2 separate regions of the Ovis canadensis genome follow, and region 1 is linked to region 2. Evidence: chromatin contacts called from public Hi-C data. All regions are on one chromosome and are shown on one strand. Each heading gives the region's core, a stretch centred on a gene start, on an enhancer-like site or on the middle of the called end of the contact. The rest is flanking DNA. Distances are from core to core; before and after follow the strand shown. Region 1 holds the start of NAA25 (N-alpha-acetyltransferase 25, NatB auxiliary subunit). Region 2 overlaps HECTD4 (HECT domain E3 ubiquitin protein ligase 4).

What was found. Hi-C and Micro-C count contacts between places; a contact is called where the count stands out from the background.
Region 1: a Hi-C map of fibroblasts shows a contact between it and region 2, with 2.1 times the contacts expected there. The contact joins the promoter of NAA25 here to the enhancer-like site in region 2. A contact is called at or near these places in 2 of 2 Hi-C or Micro-C datasets (fibroblasts and lung).

The regions. Positions count from the first base shown.
Region 1 is chr17:72,565,510-72,570,570 of ARS-UI_OviCan_v2, reverse strand. NAA25 (N-alpha-acetyltransferase 25, NatB auxiliary subunit) reads right to left here and starts at 3,448. Exons shown (of 24, transcript XM_069558130.1): 1 at 3,169-3,448. The coding sequence starts at 3,226.
Region 2 is chr17:72,518,365-72,523,780 of ARS-UI_OviCan_v2, reverse strand. HECTD4 (HECT domain E3 ubiquitin protein ligase 4) reads right to left here. Exons shown (of 76, transcript XM_069558129.1): 71 at 4,339-4,442; 72 at 4,006-4,227; 73 at 2,734-2,900; 74 at 2,302-2,497; 75 at 1,540-1,762; 76 at 1-990. The coding sequence ends at 854. Among named protein-coding and RNA genes, the nearest start is that of TRAFD1, 26 kb to the left of the region's middle. Within about 2 kb of position 3,705, the one cell type or tissue checked has open chromatin away from gene starts, as enhancers often do. A contact at or near this core is called in fibroblasts, where this site is marked.

The DNA of each region.
Region 1 (5,061 bases), core at 2,199-4,698, 47 kb before region 2:
TGATTATCATTCAGGAAACACAGCTAGGACAGGTGACACATGATTCAGGCTAGAGCAAGACTGCAAGTCAGTAGGCAACAAGGACTACTGTGTAGCACAGGGAACTTTACTCAACATTCTGTGACATCCTACATGAGAAAAGTCTAAAAAAGCATGGATACATGAATAACTGAGTCACTCTGCTGTACACCTGAAACAAACACAACACTCTAAATCAACTATACCCCAGTACAATTTTTAAAATAAGTATATAAAAAAAACACCGTAAGTCAGTAACAAAGATTAGAATGGATCTCGTGCCATAAAAGTATGTGTGTGTGTATTCTAAAGACTACAGAGATATTTTTTCTTTGAAACTTCTCTATTTTTATTTTACAATTCCTGCATCCTATAAAAATTTATTAAGTACCATATCTGACCATCACTTCCAACTCTACACCCCTACTAACTACTAAAAACATTTTAAAATAATAATGGTAGAAGCAAGCACTAGAGCTCACCAAGTCACATGGGAATAGAAAATCTGTTCAGAACCACAAAGTACAAGAGAATAATTTTAGTGAAAGGAGAAAACAATAAAGTAGGCATTCTGAGAAACTTAAGATGGTTTTCAAAAACCAAAACTGCAATACCCAAACTTACCAATTTATGAGTAAAGAGAAGCACTCTAAAGACATTAGACTAAACAACTATTACATACAGAGACATCAAAAACAGAATTTCAACCTACCATAATTTTCACAATTAATCACCCTGTGCTCTTCTACCCTCAACTGCATCGGCAAAAGCTGAAGTCATAGGCAAAGCTTCTAACAGCTGTAAAATCCTAAACCTTGGTAATATAAATAATGCTGCACAAAAGACAGCGAGGCTGCAGAGTCTCAGTAAGGGCTGAGCTCTCCAGTGAGAATGGCCACGTTCAAATTCCAGCTCTACAATTTACTAGCTGCAGCCCTGAGCAAGTTAATCTCTGGCCTTCAGTACTATGCTCACAATAATCTTACCTACCAAACAGGACAGTTAGCACACAAACAAGCACTCAATCAATGCTGAGTGTTGTTGAACTTTGGGCTGGTGGGTAAGCACCGCCAAGCATTAGCTTCTTCATGTGTCAGCTAATGAGATAAATTCAAGGGACAATAGTGGTTTAGGGATACCCAGGTATTTAAACACAAAAGCAAGGCTGTCCCAAGGTCCAGAGGTCAGAAGTGCTGAAGTCAAGGGCAGTGCTTTCCCTAATTCTGCCAGTGTATATTAATTGCCTTGGAACTCCTAAAGAAAGTATCTTCTAATCTTCTTCCCATGTAACTATAAGAAAAGCTACATAATTCTGACTTCAGTTTCAATATGACCTACATATCTGGTTAACATAGCCTGATGTCTAACAGTGTGAAAGGGACTAGTTTTCCTATTGGATAGTTCAAAACATTAATTCTAAGCAATTTATGGGGCACCAAAGACATTTTCTTTGGTCCTCAAGAACAATTTTTAGAAATCCAATTATTCTTAAAAATATTCAGTCTTTAAAAAAGAAAAAGTCTGCAGGCAGCTGCTATAAAGCAGTGATGAGCTATCCATTGTGAACTCTGGATTCAGAACTTACCCTCAAGACACCCTTGTATACTTCATCTCTGCCCTTTAAAACGGATACTGAAATACACAAGACTTTACAGCCCTGGGAAAATGGAAATCTACCACTCTCCACCTTTGTGACCTTTGGCAAATCAGTGTCTTCAGTGCAAACTAAGGTGATTTCTAACACAGTGGTTAAAAAGTCTGGGACAGTCCCCAGGGGTTAAGATACCAGTTTCATGTTAGGTAAGTGACCTTAAACGAATTACACATCAATAAAGCCCCCAGTCTCCTCATCTGTGGAAAGAAGAGGGCGAGAGGAAGGGAGGAGACTGGGAAAAACCACCCACCCCAGAAGAAAATGTGAAGATCAAACAATAATAAGTATAAAAGGCCAAGGAGAGTGACTGACATAATTAGCAGACTATCCACATTATTGCTGTTGATAATAATAATTATTATTGTTGTTGTTATCAACAAGGCTGTTGCTAGAATCAAATAAGACTCAAGAGCAAAACATTATACAAATTACAAAAAGCACTGCCAGTTGTACCAGAAACATAAAGTTACCCCCATCCAAAAAAGTTAAATCATCTCAGCTTCCATTTAAGTAACATCTACCCTATAAACACGAGGCCTCCTTTTGGAAAGCCACTGACCTTGAAGCCTTCCTCACTATGAACTAGACCAAGACCACACAAGCATCTAAGGGGAAAGGAAATACAAATGGGGCCACTTTCCAATTACAGAACGTCTCGATTACTGAAGAGGTTTTCCTCCCTTACTCAAATACGTGATTTTTCCCAACTGGAAGAGCAGAATGCCACCAAGGTCTTAAAGCCTGAGGGTTGAGGTAAGCGTTATGAAAGGGGATCCACTTAGCACGCGGAAGGCAGGCTGCAAAGGAAAGACCAGAGAAGCTACAAAAAGGAAGAGCCCTCCCTGCATGCCCCCCGACACCAGCTATTGGAGTCGCTTCACCGCTATTTTGGACCCAAGACCCCCCCACCCCGCCCCGCCGCCCCCGCTTCCCACATGTGCCCAGAGCAGCTGTTCCTCCACCACAGGGCTCTGTATTGGGAACCTCAAATCCGGGCCTGCTCCTGACTCGATATGGGTTGACCTTGCGTCAGTCCCTTCCCTTCTCTGGACCTGTTTCTCCCTGTGCCCCGAGCACAGTTAGTCAGACAACCCTTTAGGCCCCGCTCCCTCAAGTAAAAAGTCTTTAGTGGGGAATTTTCCCTCATGCTGGGGTGTTCCACCCTCATGCCGGAGCCAGCTTCCACCTGCGGACAGACAACGCAGCCTGCGGGTAGCGGAGGTCCCGGCGAGAGTAGTGTCTCACAGGGCCTGCCTGTCAGGCCGGCTCTGCCGACCTGCGGCCGCCCTGGCCGCGCCGCCACCAACTCAGAGCTCGAGAAAGCCAGGCCGGCGCTTACGCGAGGCCCGTGGCTGAGGCCTAGAGGCCCGCGCGGCCCGCCCCCTGTGCCCGCCGGCTCGGCTTCTGGCCCCTCAGCGCCCCTCCCGGGCCTTCGCCCCGGCTTCGGAAGCCCTCGGCGCATTCGGCTGGCGACCAGACTGGCCCCAGGCACTCACCGTAAATGGGTCGGAGGCGCCTGTCGTTAGGGTCCTGCACATGGCCCCGCGTCGCCATGATGACAAGCGCAGGACCGCAGTGCGCACGCGCGGGGCAGGCCCCCGGGAAGGGGCTGTTAAAGGGCCAGCGCCGATCTCGCGCTTCTATCGCGATGGTCGCGTGGTTGCGACAGAACGCGCCGGCGCGGAAAACACAGACACTCAAACCGCATCCCCGCCCCCCGCCCCCCAAGGTGTGTCACTTCATGGCTCCTTTTCCTCCCTTTCGCTGGTGAAAAGTGAGGGGAGGGGTGGGGGAGAAACTTGGTTAAAGACAGGGCTCGGCTGCTGCTGCTCATCCTGTTTCTCCTCTGTGCTGAAGGACCAGTTAGACTTGCCTTTGATTCACGGTTGAGGAACCGGAAACTCTTGTGGGAGGGTGACCCCGGGGACAGTAGGGGGAAAAGGGTGCTGAGCGACAAGTAGAACGTGCCAGAAAAGTTCGAGGTCCCTTCACGCCCTCCTCGGTGCTCAGCCTGCTAAGAAGCATCCTAGGGATCAAAGTTAACATTACCAGTTAGAGGTGATGAGAAAGGAACTTCCCTTGTGTAGTATTTTTTTCTGGAAGACCCATAAACTCAGACTAGTTACAAAGAAAACATCAAACAAATCGCACTGAGTGACATTCTACAAAATGCCTGACCGGTAGGCTTCAGGACTGTCAAGGTCATGAAAAATAAGGCAACAGTGAGAAGCCGTTACAGCCCAGCAATACCTAAGGAGACAAGACAACCAAACACAATGTGATACCTTCCTTGGGATCCTGGAACAGAACAAAGGGCATCAGTGGAAAAAGAGTTGAAATTCAAATAAAGTCTAGAGTTCAGTTAATAGTATTGTGCTAATGTTGGTTTCTCATTTTGATGAATGTACCATGGTAATGCAAGATGTTAAGTGGTTGAGGGGCATATGAAAACTTAATCCTCTTTTCACTCTCTTTTTAAGTCTAAAATTATTCCAAAATCAAAGATTTTAGAATGCTTTTATTGTTTGTTTTTTAAAATTTTCTGCCGCACCCTGCAGTACTTGGAATCTTATTTTCCCAACCAGGGATAGAACCCCTGCAGTAAAAGCACAGTCTTAACCTCTGGACCACCACGAAGGTCCCTAAATGCACTTGTGGGGGGGTGACTACTTTTTAAAAACCAAATGCACTAGAAACTCTCATCCCAATTCTGTCCTGAGTTCTAGCTCAAAGAGAAAATTCCAGAAGCAATTACACAGAAAAATTCTTAGTGAGAATGGGGATGCTTGGGGAGAGAGAGTCCCTCAAATGAAGATATGATCTGTGATCCTCATAGAAAATAGTTCCTAAAGCTGAGGAGAGTTTAAAATACACTAGATGGGGACCTCCCTGGCCATTTCACTCCAGAGGACACGGGTTTGAGCATCACCTAGGAACTTAGAAACATTAGGCACTGCTCCAGACATACTGGATCAAATGCTCTGGGAGTAGGGTCGGCGATTTGTATCTTTACAAATCCTCTTGTGATTTGGATTCAGACAAAAGTTTCATCCTTTTTTAGATCAGAAGCGGGCAAATTATGACCCATAGGCCAAATCTACCTTACTACTGTTTTTGTACAGTTTGTGAGCCAAGAATGATTTTCACATTTTTTAATGGTTGGGGAAAAATAAAAGAAGACTATTTCACAACGTGAAAGTTATATAAAGTTCAAAGGTCAGTGTCTATAAGTAAAATTTTATTGAACCCAACTATTCATTTATGCATTGTCTGTGGTTGCTTTTGTGCTACAACAGAAGAACTGAGTAGTTGTAACAGAGACCTTGTGGCCCAGAAGCTTAAAATAAATTTACTATCTGACCCTTTACAGAAAACATTTGCCAATTGCT
Region 2 (5,416 bases), core at 2,456-4,955:
GGGGTCGGGTGGGGTAGGGGGGCAGGCCAGAGTCATGTGCTTTCATGTTGAGTCCCGGAAAAATGCCCCCACTTGAGCTCTGTCCCTTCAGCTCCCAGGCTCCTCTCAGCTCCTGAGCTGAGATGTACCTGGCCTGACTCTGTGGACTAAGGTCAGGAGGGATCCCTTCAGTTGTCCGCTCCTAAGCGGCACTCAGCGGGAGCCTGTCAGACTGGGTCCAGGAGAGTCGGAGAGCAGAGGGTTGTCTGGGTGGGAAAGGAAGGGCAAACCACGGTGGGCTTTTCCTTAGAAAAACCCAGACTGTAGACAAGAGTCTACAGCCGGAAGATCAACACACAAAACTCCCTATGTGTGTCTCCTATGTTTGGGTCACTGGCCCAACCATTTCAAGTTGGAAGGAGGCCTGCAGGAGCCATGTCTGGCAGAAACGCCAGCTCGAGGTGGAAGGCAGGGCTGGCCACAGACTTGTCTGTGGAGACGCGAACAGGGTGCTCTCCGGGCTGAGAGCATCTCACTACCAGCTTCCTGCTGGGCGGTTCTGTGACGTAGCATCAGAACCTGGTGGCCACGAAGGAAAATGTCCAGGAAGATCAAATGAGACACGAGCTGTCTGGGAACTAAACTATCCTACAAACATACCACAAACAGGTAGCAAAAGAACCAACCCATCACGAAACGTACAAATACATAAGGTTAAGTCTTCCAGGACGCCCTGGAGTGTGGACAAAAGTTTGGAAAAGCAAAATGTCGCCAACTCCTCACGCAGGGCCCCAGAGGGGTGTGCCCGCAGCAGCAGGCTTCCCAAGCCGGTAGAGCAAAGCCTCGGTGACAGCCTAACTTTGGCTTCCTCTCCTCAGCCACTCAGGGGGTCTTCGCGGTAGTGAATGGCACAACGTAGTTTCTCCAGCATGATTTCCAGCGAGGAGTACTGGGGAAGCTTGATCATGAACATGCAGGTCTCCACTCGGATGTAGCGAGAATCTGGGGAACCTACAGGAGAGACCAGCGTTAGAGCGAGGGCCCCTCCGCCTCCAGGTTTGCCTCTCTGGGCAGCTCTTAAGACAACCCCAAGGCCCAGTTATCGGCGGGGGGCGGGGCGGGTGGAGGGGGAGGGTCTGGGAGGCTGGGGTAGGGCAGGAGGAGATTCTGGGGGAAGAAAGAGCAGCACAGGCCCCAGATGGCTGGCTGACCTGTGACAGGCAAGTCTGGCCAGCAAAGAGTTTTGTTTGGAGTTTTCAAAAATTAAAAATTTTTTGCTGCATTTAAAAGTCAAAAGATGACATTTCTGAATTTTAAGCTTTTGAAAATCTCAAAGGATATGTCAACTTTGGGCCTGTACTGCCACTTGGCGAAAAGTCAGGTTTGGGAAGCACATGACCCCCTCCCACCCCCACCACCCCTGCACCTCATTTACATTTGGGGTGTGGTGTTCGGGGGTACCTATCCATTGTCCTTCCCCCTTCATGCAGGGCCTAGCAGCCCCAGCTCCAAACAGGGCCCGAGTGTCCCTGCTTGGAATGTGACAGGGAAGGCCAGTACCTGCTGTGCCATCTGGGGGGGCAATCTTCATGGGGTACGGGGGCACATGGGCTGTGTCAGGACCCCCGTCTTTGCAGGGGCAGGTGAATGGGATGCGCTCCTGGTTGCAGGCAAACTTGATGAACTTGCACAGCTCCTCCTGGGCAAACATCTCCAGTGCCCCCCAGAAGAACTCGATGTGCTGGTCGGTCTCCATCAGCCCCACCTGGTACATGGTGTGGGCCTGTGGACAGAGGCCCCAGACGTGAGCAGGCCCGAGCCTCTGCTACCCCAGCCTCCCGCCCAACCCCAGGGCGCGGTGATGACCGCAGGACACAGGGAGATCACAGCTATGACAAGGACTGCAAAGGCAGTGGTGGTAAGAGTCTGCATGACTCTGGCCCACCCGCCAGGCTCGGCAGCAGGGGTTCTACCTACGTTACCCCACTGACCCCACTGGGTGGGTCCTGCCGCTGCCCGTTAGAGGTGAGGTCACTTGGGCAAGGTCTCCCAGCTGGCATGGGTGAAAGCAGGCCACGCTGAGCAGTGGAGGGGCTTCGCCTCTGGTTGGTGGCTTAATTCACAGGCTCTGGAGGCAGGTGACCTGCCATTTCCTGGCTGGGTGACCCTGGGCAAGTGACCTCTCTCAGCTTCTGTTTACTCAGCAGTGAGACAGGGATGAGCACGGCTCCTCTCTTACATAAGGGGGACAGAGCGCCAGGACACGCAGTACTGTACAGATGACAGGCCGCATGCACCCACCAACCTGGCCCGGCCACCAACCTTCAGGAACTCGAGGTTGATGTATGGCAGGCCGCAAGTGCGCAGCTCCATCTCCAGTGGGCTGAGCGTGGTGAGCAGCTGCAGGGGGATGATGGCCCCGAGGCCCGCGCGCACAGCCGTCACACACTCCACGTTCTGCAGCTCACGCAGCCGCAGGCTCCGGATGGCGGCCGCATAGATGTCCTTGTTCTCCCACCTGGGGCATGGGCAAGGGATGACACTCAGGAGGCTGCTGGCAGCATTTCCTGGACCTCCCAGGCCAGGCAGCTCAGGGAATTCCTTTCCTGCTCTGGGTGTCACCCGCCCCAGAGCCAGTGTTCCTGAATATGGTCCTTCCACTGAAGATACTCCACCATCTTTCCCGGCGCCCCATCCTGCCTCCTGTCTTCCCCCGGGAAAGCCACCTGGCCCCGTCCGAGGCCCTGCACTCACGCCACGGGGATGTGCCGGCCGCGGCTGCACAGCTCCACCTCCTCGCCGGTCATGGTCAGGTAGGTGAACCGGCAGCAGGGCTTGTTGGGCCCCTCAGGGCTCTCAGTGGCCAGGTGCTGGGAGGCGATCTCGGCACACAGGGCCTCCAACTCCGTCTCGTCGTTGATCTGGAAGGAGGGCATGGCAGAGTGGGGCTGACCACTGCCCTGCTCCTCAGATCCCCAGTGATAGAACCTCATTCCCGATTGGGGACAAACATTGGGTATTTTGGGGTGGGGCTACCCTGGCCACCATGAACAGGTAGGTGGCACTGGCCTGGACCGTCAGCCATGCCCTCGATTCAGGGTTGGGCACTGACCAAGGCCTGGCTAACAAGACCAAATTACACCCTCCCTTTCACTGGTGCGGGCACGGCTGAAGGAGGGTGAGCCTTGTACTGCTGGGGCATCCTGAGACGAGTCATTGACGATGTTATCGGAGCACCTGGATTCAGCTCTGTCTGAAGCCCAATCTATATTTATACTTTCAGTTTTAAGGTCAAATCATTTTTTAAAAAAGTTTTCCTAAGCTGGTTAGAGCTGGGGTTTCCTGTCACTTGTCACCAGAGAACCCTGACAATCCCATCTGTGGAAGGTACACCGGCCACCCTCCACCGTGCGGCATACTGAAGTGCATGCGGGGCCAGCCAGAGGAGAACAGCCCCGTGGCTCTGGGGTGGTGAAGGCTGCGGGCACCCCAAAGGAGGTTCGTCTGCTTTCCCCGCCAACCCTGGGGTGGTTCTGTCTCCCGGCACCCTCTGGGGCCTTGCCTATGCCCTCTAGACGGAAGCCTTGGCTGGACTGTCTGCCTGGACACCGTCTTACATCCCTTGCCTGCCTCAGGTTCTTGGTGCCCACCCACAGCTCTGGGAGGGCCTCTCAGAGCAGCGCCTGGCAGTGACTCATAACCCCCAGCCCCTGGGGGGTGTCCTGCTTTGACCCTTTAAGCAATGCATTGTGGGCCACTTTCTGCTAAGAAGTCAGCCGCCATCCCAGCCCTTCGCTTTGCAGCTCCTGTGTACCAGCTGCCCTCAAGTGGCAGCTAAGGGGATTACAGAGAACCTGGCAGCAAGGACCTGCCCCCTACCCTGCCAGGGACCTCAATCTGTGGGGGGGTGGAGGGGGGATGGGGTGCGGGGGGGGCTCAGCTGATGCCTCCTCCAGCAGACACGGGGCAGGGGCACTGTTCCAGAGCCCCGCGGCCCCCCAGAAAAAAAATGCGCTTTTCACTTACACTCTCAAATTTCTTGACGTAATTGTAGGTGAGTACGTCTGCTTCCTGCAGGTCTTGGTCAGGGTCCAGGGGCTCGCCCACCAGTGTCTTCCAGAAGGAGGGCAGGAGGTCCAGGGGAAGGGGGACATCTGCTCGGATGGCGATCCCTAGCAACTGGCCCAGGAAGTGCAGCAGCTGCTCCTCCCCGTAGGTGATGGGGCTGGGGGTCAGGATGTACTTGCCCTGGAAGCCGAGGCAGGGGCGAGGGATGGACCACAGGGGCTTGTGGAAGGCGCAGAGCTGAGCCCCCGCCCCTCAGGGAGCTGCCCGCGGGGCTCAGGCCCCATGTCTCACCTTGTTCTTGTTGACTGCGGAGCTGGGGCACAGCAGGAGGAGGGATAGCGAGGAGCTCTGCAGCTCTCTGCACACCTGCCACAGGAAGTGGCGGAAGGAGCCGCCTGCAGGACAGAAGGGGACCTCTCAGACCCCCTGCCCGCAGGCCCTGTCCCCACTGGGACACCCTGACCCCACTGGGACATCAGCCACTCTGCCCCCCTGCACCAGGGCTTTGCTGAGTGGAAAGAACCCGCCCGAGGGCTGAGGGACCTGGGTTCAAACCTGAGGGACCACTAACTGGCTGGTGGCTCCCAGGGAACCGCATCACTGCTGAAGCCAGTCTCCATCCCTCCGCCTAGCAGATGGGGGCCATCACCACACCCACCTCCCAAGCTAGTTCTGGGGCATCCATGAGATCAAAGTCAGATCCTTTATGGGTCGGCTGTCATGGCTGCAAGCTGACACTGATATGAGGGCTTGGGGGACCTGTGTCCATCCCCTGCGCTGGGCCAAGAGCAGGGCCCCCGGCTTCCTCAGCACGGCCTCCCGCCAAGCCCAAGGCTCGGCGTGTTCAGTGAGAACACAGATAAACGGATGGACATACAGATACAGTGCGATGGGCAATGGGCAGTGAGCAGCTCCTCTCCTGCTGCCATTTCAAACGTGCCCCTGGGCGTCTCATAGAACTCCTGTCTGTGGCCAGGCTCCTGCATCCTCCCCCGGGCAGCCCCTGTCAGTGCCCTCAGGTCTGGGCGTTGTGAGGAGAGCTGTGTGTGCGGAGGACTTGCTTGGGGGACAGATGCCAAGGCCTGGCCCTCAGAGCTTCCACGGAGAAGCAGGAGACTCCTGCCTGCTGAAGCCGCCAAGGGCTGGGACAGAATCAGACAGGCCTGGGTTTGAACCCCAGTGAGCCTGCCGACTGGGGAAGCCCCAGTTTCCCCATCTTTAAAGCAGGGCAGTGCTGGTGTCAGGAGGAGTATAAGCTGTTGAGCCTGGGACTGGCTTGTTCTCTCAGTGAAAAGAGCTGTCCTCAGCCAGCCTCCGAGTACGGTGTGCCCAGGGGAGGCCACGGCGCTGTCTGGAGGGAAGGCTGCTG